Linked DNA regions of Capsicum annuum: region 1 is linked to region 2. The links are chromatin contacts, called in public Hi-C maps. All regions are on one chromosome and are shown on one strand. The core of a region is the stretch at or near the end of the contact, and the rest is flanking DNA. Distances in the headings are between cores, read along the strand shown. Region 1 holds the start of LOC107839093 (indole-3-pyruvate monooxygenase YUCCA6). Region 2 has its middle 150 kb from the start of LOC107839093.

Region 1 (6,180 bases), core at 1,955-4,454, 160 kb before region 2:
ATATTTTTGCCCTAAAAAAACATATATAATTCCGGCTTCTATCCTTGGTCATCCTAGAAGTCTCATTTCTATATAGTAGTAATTTTTGCAAGAATAAAGTCTATTTGACTAAGTTCGCCACTCTTTATAAATTATTAAGTGAAAAGATCGCTTTTTAAAATATATATTAGCTACAACTAAATCTTAAGCTAAAGTGGCATCTAGGTATAGTTTTCCTTTCGTCATTACTAATACCACATATCCTGCGTATACTTGATCAAAACCATCGTTATCTTTACCTATATGACCATTTGGATCTTCCAATATAGAGGAGGTGGTTTTGTGTAATCCCTTGAATGTGTAATCCCTTGAACCAATGGCTTCAATTCCCAAATTTAGTCTTAGCTTTTGCATCTAATCCTATTTATGATGTATAAGCACTAGTGATACTGATTGTGTCTTTTCCACAAACAAGACATAATAAACCTATCCCTAACTCACTTTAGCTCTGCAATCATATTCATAAGTCTTGGTTCTAGAATAATTTTCATCCCGTTCGTATTTTTATCTATTTCAGAATATCATAATTTGTAATTCTTATTGCTTGTATCTCTAACCTTGCCCTGTCCAATATCAACTTTTTTCATTTATAGGTATCCACTAATTCCATTGACTTGCAATGTCAAAGCCCTTGCACCTAACATAAGCTCATCAATTAAATGTGCAATCATTCTTTTCTTCTCCTCTGTCTTCTGATTAACAAGATTATTGTGTGGCTGGAACTTGGAAATGTCAGTGTCAACTCCTTAAAGGAAAAAAGGAAACACTAACAGTACGTACCTTGGTCGTCACATTTGTCATTAATCTCGTCACCCCCCCTTAATTGGTTTCATATTTTTATTACTCATATTTCAATATAACTAATATTACTTTTTATAAAATCAAAACTTCACCTCCAAAGTTGATGAGTAGTGCTACCACTGCGCTCCTCGGACTAATGGCTTGTCCCTCATAGGACAAATGTGACCCACCATAATCACCGTCCGACTTGTACATAGTTGATACCCATAATCTCCAATGTCTCATCAAATGTAATTTCATGTCACTTTATCATGTGAAACTCAAAATTTGTAGCAAGTTGTGAATTTCAGTTCTAGAGACCTTATAATGAATCATCCGTAATGAGATAGGTATTTGGATAATGATATTTGATTGAAGTCAAAAAGAAAAGTATTTGAAGGTAAAATTATATGACAGTACTCCCTCAGGCCCATTTGGTGTGGTACCGTTTGCTTTGACTGTCTATTTAAGGAAAAAAAAGAAGAAATTTGAAAGTTATGGTCTAAAATAATTTTTAAATATTTGTATGATCGTAAATAATTTCATTAAGGGTAAAGGGAGAATTTTAAAGTTAAAATTATTTTTAATTGTAGTAAGATGACATACTTTTCGGGATGGACTAAAAAGAAAAGAGTGTCACATAAAAATTAAAATAGATGAGTGGAGGGAGTATTTGAAAGTTGATCGAACTGTGTTTGATAATGAACTTTCGTTAGTTTGTGAAAGATGAACATTTTTGCGTGAAAATTGACATTTTACTTCAAATACTACTCAAGTCGTTATTTTAACGTTAAATTCTCTATTTCAACCCAAAGAAACACATAGAATACAAAGAAAATAAAGAAAGTTGGAGAAATAAATATAAGAGCCACAAAGTAATATTGGTTTGAGCAGTCTTCCATTTAAACCAATATTTCTATTAGACAATATACATGTAGTGCCTTTAGGTCTTGGGAATATTTTACTAATATTGAATTTAACCTGTAAGTGGAGTGTAGTTCTCTTGTTCCACCCGGCCCAATGAGGCACAGTCCAACCCAATGCCAACCATAACTACCTCTTCTAACAATTGAAAATCTTACCCAACTACATATTCTATTAAATGAACTCCTAATAAAGATATATTTTCTATTAAACAAAACTCATGACTTTTTAACTCATTCCAAAATCAAGATTGTTAGAGATCAACTCCCTCAAGGATTTTTAAGTATTAATATCTCATCCAATAAGCCCCCATATCTCTCTAGTATGACACATATAGTGACGTGTACAATATTGGCCATAACCATTAAGCTTTTAATTATTCCAATTTTTTTCTTCTCTTGCCTAGCCAGATTCAAATAAATCACCCTCAAGAGTTGTACTGAGAGGAGGAGTGTCACTGGATTTTACCCTCATAAGATCGAACCATATCGTATACCCAGCTGAATATTAGGTTTATTTTAAGAAAATTGTAAATTTCTATATGAATTTATAACCGTATCAATTAATTAAGTTTTTATTTTTTTAAAAATAAACCAAAAAGAGATCAAATTGCACCAAATAAATTTAAATGTGGAAATTATATTTTATATATTCAGTTTCGAAATAAAGAAACATTTTAATATTTGGGTTGAAAATGATAGCAAATTAACCAACAGGTAATAACAACCAAATTTCCCATTGTGAAACCTTTTATGCTACTTGTATTAAAACTAAATTTGATTTAGCCTTTTGTGTGGTATGTTATAAGGTACATATTTTAGCTATTTTAAGTATCAAGTTACAAGGTATTGAGTATATCTCCTGTGATAAGACTTAAATTTCTCTTATTGAATACTTAATTTTTTTTTTAGTCTTATCTTGATTAGCGCCTTTCCACTAGACTGATTTAAACCTTTTGTCCTTATTTTTTGCCTTACACTACTGTAAAATTATGAGATGGATCTTTATCATTGTCGTCTTTCATATTCCCTTTATTCACTTTTAAGTAGTAAAAAAATTGGAGAATCTTTGTCAAAGTCCTATAAAAGTATACGTGTATGAGAAATCCGTATGATGGAAAAGTTTCAAAAAGTGTAATTTTGGTTATACAAACTAAAATAACGAAAAAATTGGTACGACATAAACTCTAACCGACAATACAGTACCATTGACGCTCCTAAGTGAGATAAATAAAAGGACTAAAATTTAAGCTCTAGATATAAAAAAAAAAATCTCGAATTCGAATCTTCAGTATTAAAAACAACCCTAGGACGACTTATGAACATATATCCAAATTAATAATGACACTATATAAATATAAAATACAAATAAATCACTAATGTTTTTATTAAGCTCAACACACACCAAGTATATAACGATGTACACACATACACTATATATATGTGTCCCACTTCCATTAATACTGAAACTTTCGTTGTGCCCGGTATATATAGAGTGAATTCTCTTGAATTCAATTCAATTCAATTCATTCATTTATTGATCATCTTCTCCCTTCCTCTACTTCCTATGAACAAAAGGAATGTGTAGACATATATAACACATCTATATCTACTATATCCACATACTACCCCCCCCCCCCCCCCCCCCCCCCTTGTTCTGTGTTGTGTGGTGTGTCTATTTGATTGAATGCTGATTTTATCCCCCGCAGCATCCGTCCGGTTGTAAGTTTCATTAACGTTAGATTCAATCTGAGAAAAGTGGATAAGAAGGATCTCTTAATTTGCTCCACTTCTTTAGGGACTTATCAGTCTCCTATTTCTTCTGGATAATATTTGTGACTTAGTCTTTCTAAGTTTTTTAGCTCTCTTTCACTACAATATTGACCAATGAGTTTCCTCTATTTTAGCTGTGTACCCTATCTCCCACAATTCTTGAAGTAGATAAAAGGGAAAGACCAAGAAACAGTTTTAAGATATCGTTATTCATTCAAAAACCATCACCCCTCCCTTTCCTTTTAGTTTAACTATTGTGACCCTAGTGTTTGATGGACTACTTGAGGGAAATACAAGGCAAGACAACCCATGATCCTTATTTCAACAACACCAACAAGATGATGATGCCGAGATGTGTAGTGGTTAACGGGCCGGTGATTGTGGGAGCAGGGCCATCAGGTCTTGCGGCCGCAGCATGTTTGAAAGAGAAAGGAGTATCAAGTTTGGTATTGGAGAGATCTAATTGCATAGCTTCTTTGTGGCAACTCAAGACGTATGATCGTCTGAGTCTTCATTTGCCTAAGCAATTCTGTGAACTCCCTCTCATGTCATTCCCTGATGATTTCCCTACGTATCCCACCAAGCAACAGTTTATCAAGTATTTGGAGCTATATGCTATGACGTTTGATATTCGACCTGTTTTTAATCAAACGGTCGTATCGGCTAATTACGATCACAAAATTGGGTTGTGGAGGGTGAAGACGGAGACAAAGACAACTACAACGACTATGACTACAGAATATGTTAGTCGGTGGCTGATCGTGGCAACGGGTGAGAATGCGGAGGCAGTGGTACCGAAAATCGAAGGAATGGAGGAATTTGGAGGAAGTATAATGCATACTAGCTTCTACAAAAGTGGGGAAATATTTAGAGGGAAAAAAGTGTTGGTAGTTGGATGTGGGAATTCAGGAATGGAAGTGTGTTTGGATCTCTGTAATCATGATGCAAGTCCTTCACTCGTGGTCAGAGATACTGTAAGAACACACTCATATCCCTCTTACCATTAATCTTTTTCTTTAGCACTCTCTAAATGGGAAATACTTAACAAAAAGAAAAAAAGAAAAAAGAGAAACAACAAAGCCTACCCTTTTCTCTTCTTTTTTTTTTTTCTTTTTTTGGGGGTTTTTTGGGACATTTTAAAGCAAATCAATTACAAACTTTCGCATATGTTTTTTTGTCTCATCAAAGCTTTGAGAAATGTTTGATGCAAAATAAGGGGAAACATGGTTTTCCATTTCTCAACTTTGTGTCAATTTCATTTCAGGAAAAAGGTAAACTGGTGGGATTTCTTTTTTATTTCTTCAGATACTTTTACTTTTGAAATTCTCTCTAATTTAGACAGACATAAGGAAAAAGGTCTAGGATACTATTCTACATGTTTTAAGAAGTTTTTTATCATTCTGTTTCCTGAAAAACTTCCTATTTATGTGGAAACAATTAGAAACCCTAGTTTAGTAGGACTAGTATTTTCTTGGAATTTAATTTCCCTTCCAAAGTTCCCCTTATTTTTTTTTATTTTTTATTTTTAAAAAAGAAGACAATTCTCATGTGTTGCCAGTGATGAAAGTTAAAAAGTTGGAAGTGAGTTCAAGTTCCAACAAAATTGATTTGTAAAGTTTGTAATTTAACTAAAAATAATCAGGCTAATTAAAAGACTATGGTTGTGTATTTTCACTTTCTTGGAACTGCCAAGCATGCGCAATATTGGTGGAAGCATGGAGGATTTTTGTTTTCATTAATAATTAATAATAATAATAATAATTGATTCCAGTAAATTCATGACTGGCACAATAAGCTTTTCTTAGCAACTTAAAAGTGAAAGTCCAGATATTGGCCATTCATCCAGAATGGCAATGGCACTAGCAAGTTTTACCCCTTTTTTGAAAAAACAACTACTTTATTACAACAAATTGGCTTTGACTTTGAATTTTTTTAATTTTTTATGTTCAGGTGCACGTCCTACCACGAGAGATGCTGGGTAAATCAACTTTTGGTCTATCGATGTGGTTACTAAAGTGGTTGCCCATGCGACTTGTCGATCGGTTACTGTTGATTATTTCTCAGTTATTGCTCGGTGACACGGCTCGACTCGGCTTGGATCGGCCTGAAATCGGGCCGTTAGAGCTAAAAAACTTGTCCGGAAAAACCCCGGTGCTCGACGTTGGAACGCTTTCTAAGATTAAAAGTGGTGACATTAAGGTACTTACTATTTGCTAAAGATAAAAATATACGACTATATATCATGGACTATGTATCAAATCACCTTTTCTTGATATCTTTCTTTCACTTCGGTGTTACCTAGCTGTTTTTAATGTTTGTTGGGATCCATCCCATGACCTTTCCTCATTCTCAATCATTGAAAATATTCCATAAACAGTGTGACAAAATCTCTTCAGCTTAATTTGTCCCAACATTTCACTGATTCTACTAGTATCATTTCAAAGTTGAAAACCACTTAAACCTATGTCAATGAATTTATTAGGTTGAATGCTCCAATTTTTTTTTCTTGGCACAAAGGACTAATTTTGGATGTTATATTATGGTGTAGGTATGTCCTGGAGTTAATAGATTATTAGAGCATCACAAGGTGGAATTTGTGAACGGCCGAACAGAAGAATATGATGCAATAATCTTAGCAACTGGTTACAAAAGCAATGTGCCCTCG
Region 2 (6,640 bases), core at 3,951-6,450:
CACCACCACCACCAACAACAATACCAATACCAACTCCATTAACAAAAATAACAACAATAACACTAACACCACCAATAACAATAATAACACCTTTAAAAATAACAATAATAACAGAAACAACACTAACACTAACACCAGCACTAGTACCAATACTAACACCAGCAAAACATTGGTACTAGTGCTGGTGTTAGTACTAACACCAGCAAAACATTAGCAGCAATAACAATAACAATAATAATAAAATTAACAACAACAAAAATAACAACGGCAACAACATTAGCACCAATAACAGCACCACAACAGCAACAACAACAACAATAACACTAGCACTAATACCAACAATAACACCACCACTATCTATAACAACAACACCAACAACAGCACCAGCACTAATACCAGTAAAGCATCAGAAGTAGCAATAACAATAACAATAATAATAGCAACAATAACAACAACATCAATACCAACACCAATGCCAGAACAATAGTAATAGTAACATCAATTACAACAATAACAATAACAACAACAACAGCAATAGCAACAACAACAACAACAATAATAATAGCACAAGCATCAACACCAATACCAAAACTAGCACCACAACAACACAACCACCACCAACAACAACATAGTTTAATTTTGATAGTCAATGACAAAGTAAAAAAAAGTAAATCTATTTTAATAATAGAATGAAATCATAAAAAATTAATGAAATCATCAATAATTAGGTAACAAATTCAGTATGTTATATTAAAAAATGTAAGGCCATTCAAAAAATCAGAGCAGTAAAGTATATGTTAACCCATAGGGGTAATACAAAAGAAGTTCCATGTTAATTGATAGAAGTAATCCAAACCTGAGAGACCCATGTTGGGATCCTACTGCTTGAAAGTGATATACTAGGGTGTTAATTCTTAAAAATAGATCAACTTTTAGACTGACACAGTTGCTCAAATAAAATGTATTAAAACCTACAATGGCTATCCATCCTCCCGAATAACAAGATTATTCATATAAGCATCAAACATTGAATCATAAATCATGATGTAATAGTAAAAATTTCTCAAATTCATCATCTAATCGTGGGAGTAATCTAAAAATTATTACTAAATTAAAAATCATATTTAATGTCATTAAATCATGTTTCAAGTTAGTGCCTCATTCATAGAACAAAAACATATTTTCAAACATCAATACTTAATTATTTATCACTTCAAAAAAAAATTAAACCAATCTCATCCATATTATAATATATATATATATATATATAGTATGAATTAAAATATGAAGGTTCTATGTGAATTTGTCTCATACGTATACAAAGCTCTATTTGGATCTTGTAGTAAAAAGTATGTTAAAAGATGATATACCTCAAATTTCACTAAATGATCTAAATGTGAACCACGATGATATATAATAAATCTATAATCAATTCAATAATAATGATTATAACATTGATTGATTTTCATGAATTTTGACCCTTTATGAAAAATTAGGGTTCCAGAAGAAAATTTATGTTCATAACAAAGATGGAAATTACTCAATATTTAAGATGCATTTCAATAGGCTATACGAACTTCAATTATTTTTCTAATTTTCGTAAATAAGTTGAGGACTTACCTCTCGAAGAATCTCCTGAAAAAAAATTTCTTTAATGCTCTTGAACCGAATTTCTTGAATTTATGAATTAGAAGAATAATTTGAGTTTTAATCCATGTTAAATCACTGTAATAATTATGAGGATCGAGTAAGAACTTATATTAGAAGGATAGAGGAAGTACTATGTTGTTTTCTCTCTCAAAAGTAAAGTGAAATTTTTCAACTAAACATGTATTTATAAGTTTCTGTCAAATTTCATATACAGTCGCTACATATAATTTTTTGCCACAACGTACGAACGTGTGTTAGTCTTGTAGGTGGCCTCCCAAATTAAGTGCAATTTGAAATCGCTGAAGACCATGTACAATTTGACATATAATAGGTAAATTCAAATGTAGATCATATGTTGATCCACAATCCAATCACTAAAGACCTCAAAATTAAACCTAAATCTGCATGTCTCACACATGATCTTTATATGACTTTGTATGTTAACAATTGAGACCTAAGATTTTCAACGTGTAAAGATTTCACATATGTCTCAACATATGGACACTATATACAGTTGTATGTGGGCTTTGTCTATTGAACTCAAAAATCAAAAAATTTATGAAGTCATAGGACCTTATATGACTCTTATACAGATTATATAATGTATGCATGTAGTTCTGCATCTCGATATACGAAATTTTTAACTTTCTACCCCTTACATACAATTGAACATGCGGTCCACGTGTCACTTTAACAATTGTATATCCATTGTATCTCAACACAATTTGACCTAAATTTGGTATTTTCAGTTATAATAGACTCAAATCTCTTTGTATATTTGAAACGCTCAGATATATCAATTTTAACATATATATATATACATGTGTTTTAACATAGCTTGGATCGAATCACTCAAAATTTGGTGGTTTGATATCTAATCCTAATTTCTAAGGTGTTGTATTCGGGATCAATCAATAATATTTAGTAGCTACACATTATTTATATACGATAATTATACTTGCTGCACTTTTGTACAGATGTCAATCATTTTATAGAGGTGTATGTGAGTGGGGTAAATTTCACCTCGAAGATATTCAAGATAAGTTGTCTGGTAGTTCACAACATCGTGGACTCCTTTTCATCTTTACTGTTGTTTTATTTATTCGAATAAGATATTTTGATGTTCAGACTTTTGTATTTATTCCGTTTAGATTCTCTTGACTTATATCACTAGTTCTTAGGGATTTATGTATTATCTGTAGTTATGACTTTATGTCTTTTTATATTTTAACTTAATATTGTTCCAAATGCTTCATTTATGTCTCTTTGTATCGAAATTTAATTATATTTGAAATTGGTTTTACCTACCTAATTGAGGTATACATGTCATCATTGCTAAGATCAGTTAAATCATGACGAGTTTATTGAATCTTACCTTAAAACATGCTCTAATTATCTTCTCAATCTCTTTGTTAAGTGTCATGTCAAGATTTTTATTAGCTTATGTGGCATCTACATGGTGTGTGTGCGAGCACGTGTATATATATATATATATATATATAGTATCCCACCCAACATCAATCCTAACTATCTAATTTTTATTAGATTTGTTGTATTATTGTTTGTTTGTTTTAACTTTCAACCACATCATGAATCTCAGACAATAATGGTGTTTCTTTCTTTAGATGTCAAGATATAATAAAAATGACATATTTCTCTATCATATAGCAATGATGGTACTTCTAGCAGACACATTCAGTTATTCATACTAAAAAGCGAACGAAATGTAAGACAATGTTATGTTGTGACTTGGAGTTTTTCTGAAAGAGAAAAGTTGAAATATAATCCAGATGGGGCCTGCAGAGGTAATCCTGGACCAGGGTCTCTAGCCTTCTATATTAGAAATGCAAAAGGAGATTTGATTTTTGCTATGGCTAAAAGGTTAGGAGAAACAACCAACATTATGGCTGAAGCAATGGTAATCGGAGAAGCCATTGTTTTCTCAAAATCACAGAATTATAAGAGTATTATGATTGAGTTTGATTCATTGACTGTGGTGAGAATGATAAATAGGCAGTGGAAGATCCCATGGGATTTAGCTGAAGTAATTGAAGACATTTGGTGGAATTTGCATGAGCTACAAGGTGAAGTTATGCATACTTTTAGAGAAGGCAATATGGTGGCGGATGCACTAGCAAATGAGGTGTTGGAGATGCAGATTTTTAGAGAATACAAGCATTTTACTGAGCTACCAACAAAGATCAGAAGGTTCATAAACATGGATAAATATCATATCCCAAATCTCAGAATAAAAACTCGTAAAATAAACAAGTATCAATGAGGAATAAGAGGAGCAGGAACAAAACAAAGATACTAAAGAGCATATTCATAACATTAAAACATGAACAGATGATCCTTACATATAAAAATCCATGGGAGTGCATAAAATCTAGAAGCACAATCAGGAAGTTCTAAATCAATGCTACAGAGGAAGAGTACTAACTTCAAATAGAGGCTATAGCTATCAAAAACTTTACCAAAAAAAGGGGTACTTGGAGCTTGGCACCGTATACCAGATCTGCACTTGTCTTCTAGCTACATGGGCTGCCTAAGTCATCTTCAAAAAGAAGGGATCAAAGTAAGAGAGATTGAAATGTTAATACAAGATGGCGTGAAAGATAGATCAGTATCTTGTGGTACATCGGTGGATCGGCAACCTGTCCTTTGGGGTCACACCCCGACCACCTAAGATTCGGTTGGGATTAGCAAAGATAGGAAAGGAACTAAGCACAAGGACAGCCAAAATAGTATCTTAGTTAAAGGAGACAGATAGAGCTGATAGAGACAACCACATGCAAGGATGGAGCTTTCGCACAATCCAAAGAAGGAAATGGAGAAACCACCGATATCAGCTTGGGGGAACAATTTTCAGGTGAACAAGATGCGACGGAGGAAAAAGAGTATTGAATACTCATGTCTGAAAATATGTTTTGATATGTCCAAATATGGAAACTTTTCATTTTCTCCAAAATTTATCAGGTCGTCTGATGGCTTTGGTCCAACAATGTACAGATTGGTTTTTTCTGGCTATATTGATATGGAATAAAAAGGTTCAGTAATGGACTGCAAAAAATTTAATAAAAAAAAATGTAAGACAAACTTTTTTTTAATGTAAGGGAAACTTGTTTAATCATCAACTTCTTATTTTCCGAAAATTGGGTATGTTCTTTATCATCTTTCCTAGTTCCCCTGTATAACCCCTTTAAAATCTTCGATTGTTTTTGACAGAGAAGATCCACCTCATATATTTATACATGAAATAGGGAAATGTGATCTCATGTTGCTATTAGGCCATGTAAATCTAATGAACGCATTAGATAATGGGTGGATATTGTTGTTGGGTGAATTAAATTAGGAGAAAATTTTAAGTGAAATACATACACATATATATATATATATATATATATATCATGTAGGCACCACGGAGATGCCACATAATCTAATAAAGATGTTGACATGACACTTGACAACTCAAGGGTAACATTGAGTTCAAAGTTGAATGTAGGGACAAATATGGCCAAAAGTACAACGAAAAAATAAATATGACTTACTACTTACAGTACAAATGCAAATATGATCCTTTTCCCTTTATATTATGTAGGAACGACCTTGGACTATAATACCCTCAACGAATCGAAACTGGATCGGACTGGACCAAAATTTAAAATAGGGTTCTATGGATGCAAAGTTTGTGTTGCGCTATGTATATTTTTTTTAATAATTCCCCCAATCATAATTCCTAAATTTGAATTTTCTAATAATAAATTAATCTCCATTTGAAAAGGTACCTTTCGCTTTAACATCTTAGGCGTTATCAATTGTCATCATATGAACTGAAAATCCGTTTACTTCCCCTGGCCACTGCACCTCCACCATGATATACATCATCATACCTAAATCTAATGGGGCTATTTCCTCCTTGTTTAATTAGTTTTAGTATTCTCTGTCTTTTACATATATATTCTGATGCAAAAGCTTAATTCATAGGCCGATAAGATAAGGGCAAGTTTTTTCATGACTTTTATTGAGATGGTACCTCCACGAAAGTGTAGTTATCAAAGGTTTTACATATTTGATAGTTTTTACCCCTTAGTCCTTGATGCGACAAAGAGCGTAACTACACAAATAGCTTAGCTGTTCAATTAATAACTCGTGCCAAGTTGAGGAGGTAAGTAAGTAAGACTACTAATAATTTAAATGTGCAACTAAATAAGTCGGGCCAAATTTTGAGGCGTTTAGGTATATTCTGGCAAATAATTAAGATAGGGAATTAGGAACCAAAGTTGTTTCCTTTATACACGATATTTTTCCACTAAATTCGAGAGCGGGGAGTGGAGGGTGAGGTTTTTATGCATGCATATAAAGGGCAGAAGTACAATGCATGCAATTGCATGAATGAGAATGACCATTCTTCAGTACCATTGTGGCATGGGAAATAAAAATATAGATATGATAGAGATAGACAAGGAAAGAGCAAGTACCAGAGCACTCAAGAATGTCCTCTCCAAAGTGAAAAAACAATATACGACAAAAAAAAAAAAAAAGAGTTTCAAGTCGTAGACAAATATTAATATAATTAATTACTTACAAGTAATATACTAATAAACTTTCAATTAATTTACTGCCACCCAAAGAGAAGGATAGAGCCAGAGGTGAATTTATAATTTCGTAATCTTCGAACTAATCTTTTCATCAAGTGGGTCATTTAGCTTTTTTGGGAGCATAGGTATCAATAACTAAAATTAGATCAATTTTAAAAATATTTACGTAAAATATTTAATTTTATAAAGAGATCATAGGTTCACGCGCCCTATTGCTAAACCTAGCTATAAATTTGATCCTGGGCGAAGCTACAATATTAGGTGTGCATTTGAACAAATGAATATGTATAAATAATTAATTGCGAAATTGGAAACTAAACTATGAATTTAATGATAAGTTCAATACTCATAAACTTTAAATTTTAATGGACTTTGACTTTGTTGATAAA

The links. Hi-C and Micro-C count contacts between places; a contact is called where the count stands out from the background.
Region 1: a Hi-C map of leaf shows a contact between it and region 2, with 2.1 times the contacts expected there. The contact joins the promoter of LOC107839093 here to the enhancer-like site in region 2. A contact is called at or near these places in 3 of 5 Hi-C or Micro-C datasets (bud, leaf and placenta).

Annotation. Positions count from the first base shown.
Region 1 is chr8:130,252,805-130,258,984 of UCD10Xv1.1, reverse strand. It overlaps LOC107839093 (indole-3-pyruvate monooxygenase YUCCA6), which reads left to right and starts at 3,204. Exons shown (of 4, transcript XM_016682447.2): 1 at 3,204-4,489; 2 at 5,466-5,714; 3 at 6,064-6,180. The coding sequence starts at 3,788. It also overlaps the pseudogene LOC107879195.
Region 2 is chr8:130,097,566-130,104,205 of UCD10Xv1.1, reverse strand. No RefSeq gene overlaps it. Among protein-coding and RNA genes, the nearest start is that of LOC107839093, 150 kb to the left of the region's middle. Within about 2 kb of position 5,200, at least 3 of the 5 cell types and tissues checked have an H3K27ac peak or open chromatin away from gene starts, as enhancers often do. A contact at or near this core is called in leaf, where this site is marked.